2 separate regions of the Anser cygnoides genome follow, and region 2 is linked to region 1. The links are chromatin contacts, called in public Hi-C maps. All regions are on one chromosome and are shown on one strand. Each heading gives the region's core, a stretch centred on a gene start, on an enhancer-like site or on the middle of the called end of the contact. The rest is flanking DNA. Distances are from core to core; before and after follow the strand shown.

Region 1 (2,655 bases), core at 70-2,569:
AATCACGGGCTCGGCCCTGCTACCTCCCGTCTTTATGTTACGCGTTTATCTACGACGCTCTGACGCTTCTCCCTTCCACCGACCCAGCCGGCAGGTCCCGGTTTTCCTCCTGCTGGCCGTGCAGGCAGGCTAAGCCGGGCCCCCTGGGTGCGATGTGCCGGAGCAGGGCTCAGGGGCCGTACGTGGGGGCATCCCCCCGCCAGCACAACGCCCGCGGGGTTCCCCGACAGGCGCGGGGCGAGATCAGGCGTTTTCCCGTAAACCTAATAATCGCAACATCTCACTCACCATTTGGCTCATCGGCGGGGGGTTCCCAGCTGAATAGGCTTATTCTTTTCTTAGGCACGATAATCTAATTGGGTCTAACCCGAAATAAATCCTGCGCACATACCAGTGAGCGCCCACCCCGAGCAGCGGCACCGCAGGAGCCGGGGGCCGCCCGTCCCCGTCCCCGTCCCCGTGGCTGTCGCGGGAGCCACTCCGGCCGCTTTCGCGGGACGCGAGGGGACCTCGGGGTACGGCACACACACGGGTTCATGCCCCCCCCTCTGCCCAGCTCCTGGCTTTCACGCCAAAAGCGAGCGCGGTGCCGGAGCCCCCGGGCGGCGCCCACCTCCTGTGGCTGCGGGACCACCGGGACCGCCCCGCCAGGGCCGGTGCGCGGCGTCGGGAGAAGCTGCAGGAGCAGCAGGGCTCCGGCCGGGCAGCCCTTTGTGCTCCTCAGCTGGAGGGACTCAAACGCGGCCAGAAAGGAGCCGAAGCCAGAGGCAAAGTCCGCGCGGCCGGCCCGCCGCCGCCGCCCGGCCCCGGCCCGGCCCGGCACAGCCCGCAGGTGCCCGGGGGCAGGCGGCCCCAGCCCGGGGGGGCTCCGGCACAAACCCCCCCCCCCGCTCCCCGCCGAGCCCACCCGCCCCCGGCCCGGGGCAGCGCCGCGCTCCCGCCGCCCCCTCCCCGCCCCCGGCCGGCCGCCCGCAGACAATGGGGCCGGCGCTCACCAGCACGACGGCGAAGCGCTCCTCCAGCTCGCCGGGCTCGGGCATGGGCAGCTTGAGGGGCACGCTGTGCGCCCGGAGCTCCGTCTGCTGCGAGTCCACGCTCCCCGCGTTGCCCATGGCGGCGGCGGCGGCCCCTCCGCGCTGCCTCCGCGCTCCGGCGCCGCCGAGCCAGGCGGGCTCGGCGCCCCGCGGTCGCCCTCTAGCACCGACGGCGGAACGCCGCGCCGCCGCCCGGCATGGCTCGCCGCCCTCGCCCTCCCCCCGGGGCGGGCTCGCTCCGGCTCCGGCTCCGGCTGCGGCTCCGGCTCCCCCGCATGCCGCCCCGCGGTCCGCACAAAGCCCCGCTCCGCCCCCGGCCCGGGGCGCGCTGGGACTCGTAGTCCCGCCGGCCCTCCTCAGCCCCGCCGCGACCCTCGGCCCGCCCCGGCCCGCCCCGGCCGCCCCCGGCCTCCATTTTACCTCACAAGGGCGGCCCGGGCTGCCCCGCGGGGGTCGCCTCACGCAGGCAGCCCCTCGCCGTCCCCGCACGGAGACGGCGGTTTGGGGAGCCCGGCCGTGGTTTGAGGCGCCCAGCCGTGTTTTGGGGAGCCCGGCCGTGTATTGGGGAGCCCGGCCGTGGTTTGAGGCGCCCAGCCGTGTTTTGGGGAGCCCGGCCGTGGTTTGGGGTGCCCAGCTGTGGTTTGGGGCACCCGGCCGTGGTTTTGGGGCACCCAGCCACGGTTTGGGGCGCCGTGACAGGAATTGGGGTGAAGATGCCGCCCTCGTGGCTCCGAGCCTTGTTTGTTTAGAGCCACGCGAGCTGTGTAAGGGATTTTCAGGGAGTCCTCCCGGGGCGGCCTCGCTTTCCAGCCCCACAGACCGGGCTTGGGTTTCGTGAAGGCAGCAGGATGGGGTGATAAATAAATCCCAAAGTTCAAGGTGATGCCGCCTGAACAAGCCCATAAACACAACAGTGTTGCCTCAGCGTCACCCTGCAGATCGTCCTTGTCCCCCGTGCATCAAAGCCGCCCTCTCGCCAGATGTTGTTGACTGACTTTTTTTTTTACCATTTCCTGTAAACTCTCTCTGGACCAAAAAGATCACGACGGTCAAGCCCAGACCACATTAACGCTTGGAGCTGGGCTGCTCTCCGTTCACCCCGCGGCATTACAAACACTAGCCAAGTGGCGAGGTGCCTGGCGTGGGTTTGGAGGAAAACTCTGCAACTTGGCCAAGATGGCATTGACCCATTTGGTGACCCCGCTGCATTGCACTGATACCTCCATCTGAGGCCTGATTCCTTCCCTGCCGCACACCTGGCAATCCGAATCCCTGTTTTATATTAGCATTCGATTGCCCTTCCAAAGAGGAATGAATTTCACCGAGCCTCACCGTCACGAGGGCACACTCACTGACTCCTGGCCCATTCTTGCTTTGGCATCGCGGAGTAGGGGTTTGCATATGCATCGCTTTGGTGCACGGTGCTGTGCCAGCTCGCAATTATGAATAAAATTGAAAACATCATTAAAGGCTTTCAGCCATTATGTGCGAAGTTCTGCATTTCTGCTGCCAGCTAGTTCAGGAAAGTCAGTGAATCTCATGAATCAAATTACACGAGGATTCACTAGCGCTGTTACCTGGCAGGCAGCAGTAAATGTACCGGTGTGCTCTGCAAAGGGGT
Region 2 (2,655 bases), core at 104-2,603, 63 kb before region 1:
CCCCGCTCGCCCCTCCAGGGATGCTCCGGGTAGGAGAGCGAGGGCTGGAGCTCTCAAACAAGGCTCCTCGGGGTTTTCTCTCCAGGTCCCACTCCCTGCCAGCCCACAACCACCGGGAGGGCTTCTGCCACCTCCCCATGCACCCTCCCCGAGCTTCTGCCTGTCCTGCTTAGATTTTTAGCTCCCCCTGGGACCGAGGTCGCCTCGCTGCCTGCCACCCCTCGATGACACACTGTCAGGATCACCGCAAACGTGTGAGTGGCGATAGGAATACTGGTTCCGTTCTCCTCCTCCTCCTCCAATTTATTCTTTGGTCACTAGGCCAGAGAGGCAGGGCAGCAAGCTTTCAGGAACGCCACAAAGTGTAAATGACTTCTAAGTTTTATAGACAAAGGAACAGAAAATACCACCCGGGATGAGTCCCCACAGCCAGCCCAGCAACCCTTACAGTGACTCACCGGAAAGGGCATAAACCTAATCAAAGCAGATTTGAATTATTTATTATTATTATTATTATTAAGCATGAGACCAGTAGCTCCCGACGTTTTTTAATCTCACTTTTTTAAAAGTAAGAGTTACTATTCTGAGCCGAATTCTCTCCTTCAATAGTCTCAAAATGTTTCACAGTCAAACGCCCAGGGCCTGCTTTGCAGACCACTTAGAAAATGCCACTTAAGAGCAATTTTTGCTTCTTTTCCCTTTCCGACAAGCTGAACGCCAGCACAGGAAGGTAAGAGATAAGCCTGCAAACTGTTATACTGAGTTACATCCTCTGTCCTTCAGTAACCAAAATAAAGGTGTAATGGCTGATATCAATAGAAAATAGTTGAAATTGGCTTCCACATTAAAGCCTACATGTTCCATACAAAATCCATTCCGGGAAGTGTTTTCGGCGACGTACCCTAATTACACGGGCAGATATAAATATTTCACACACCATATGCTGTATTAGTGCTTTTACAGACACCTGCTTCGCGCTGCTCCGGTTTAGAGCGGCTGGCAAACACCCACCAGGGGCGTCGGGGCAGCTGCGACCCATCACGGACACGCAGCACCCCGGGAAGCGTGGCACACGTCACACACGTCACACACGTGGCACACGTCACCCCCCTTCCCCTCGGGACCTTCCAGTCCCAGCGAGGCTCCTGCCGCGTGCCGCGTCCCCTTCTCAGAGCAACGGGGAGCGGACTCCTCCGACCCCGGGGAGCACCGCGCGTTGTGAAAGGAGCTGTCAGCCACGCAATCGCTGCACCCTGCAAACTTCCCCCGCTGCGCTTCCACCCGCCCGAGCCTCCCGTCTTGCTGTAGAGCTCGGGAGTGAATCAGCAGCAGCTGCGCTGCGGAGGGTGGGTCCGCTCTGCGGTGGGAGTGTGCACACCAGGGCTGTGAGCTCACTGCTGCTGCCTGCCCGCCGCCAGCTCCCTGCGAGCGCGGCGCTCGGCCTCGAGCGCGGCGCTGCGCGTGCACGTCCACGCGCGGGATGTGCACGCTCTAAGCAAGCAGCCGTGAAGAAACAAATCACTTACAGCAGATTAAGCAATTTGTTCGGCGTCTCGCTAAAGTGAAACTCTAAATAGCTCAATGCTTAAGTTTTCTTGCACAGAAAACTAGTGAAAAAAGCAAGCAATTCTTTACTCAGCTTTACTTTGGGGTAATTGGATTTCATCAGAGGCTCTGCCACTGTAATGGATGAAAAGGAAATGTCTCACAAATCTATTTATTATGATGTTCCTGACCTCACAGCATGACTGTACCTTCTGCCAAACTCTCATCCTGGTACCTCTGTGTTTACTTTCCAAGGAAACATCCCACTCTGTCAGTCCCGGATCAATTATTTTCATTAGCCATTACTTTTGAAGTTTATGGCAGAACCCGATTTTGCTGTTGGCTCACAACTGCACACCCTCCTACCTTCTGCATGCTTCCCTTTCTCTACATAATGCAGTTTCTGTTCGCTCGCCACGGCAGAGCCAACCTGTTAATTGTTGCCTAGCACTGCCAAGTCTGCACTCCACGGCAGAGCTCGGACACCAAGGATGCCTCAGCATATGGTGCTGCTTAATCCGAGGGTGCTGTGCGGGCGAAGGGAAGTTCACCATCACCACTCGGGTTTCGCTGACAGCTAGCGCCAGCTGCGACAATGGCTCGTGACGTGGAAAGCCAGACGCTCACTGGATCAACACCATTCATCGGCGTTACACAGGTCAAGACAGACCCAACTCCAAGCACTCACCAGGAGGGGACGGAGGGTTGGTCTGCTCAAGCTTTTGCCTTGCAAACTAAGCAACGTTCACAGCACAGGGCTTCCGTGAGTTGTTACCAACAATGGAGCACGAGGCCAAACAAATGAGTGTTTGAAACCATTCAAACCCTCTGCGACCTCCCCTTTTAAGCCGTGGGAGCGCGCTGCCCAAACACCAGTGCACGCTCTTAACAGGGTGCCTGCTAAAAGCCCTCCCAGCCGCCCTTACCTGGTCGCAGATGAGCTCCCACTTCTTCTCGTTGTCGTACTGCCGCAGCAGCCGGGCTTTGTCGGGCGGCAAGTTCATCGCATTCTGCAGGGAGAGAGAAAGCGAACGTGAGGGACCACAGCAGGCTCGGGCTCAGGAGGAGTCAGACTCGAGCAAACCAAGACAACATGGCTGCGGTTGCTCT

Evidence for each region. A called contact is a pair of places that touch in the nucleus more often than the background predicts.
Region 2: a contact with region 1 is called in a Hi-C map of liver, with 2.0 times the contacts expected there. The contact joins the enhancer-like site here to the promoter of FMNL2 in region 1. A contact is called at or near these places in 3 of 7 Hi-C or Micro-C datasets (granulosa cells and liver).

What each region holds. Positions count from the first base shown.
Region 1 is chr6:40,623,309-40,625,963 of Taihu_goose_T2T_genome, reverse strand. It overlaps FMNL2 (formin like 2), which reads right to left and starts at 1,319. Exons shown (of 27, transcript XM_066999321.1): 1 at 996-1,319. The coding sequence starts at 1,112.
Region 2 is chr6:40,686,054-40,688,708 of Taihu_goose_T2T_genome, reverse strand. FMNL2 (formin like 2) reads right to left here. Exons shown (of 27, transcript XM_066999321.1): 2 at 2,472-2,555. Among named protein-coding and RNA genes, the nearest start is that of FMNL2, 63 kb to the right of the region's middle. Within about 2 kb of position 1,353, at least 2 of the 3 cell types and tissues checked have open chromatin away from gene starts, as enhancers often do.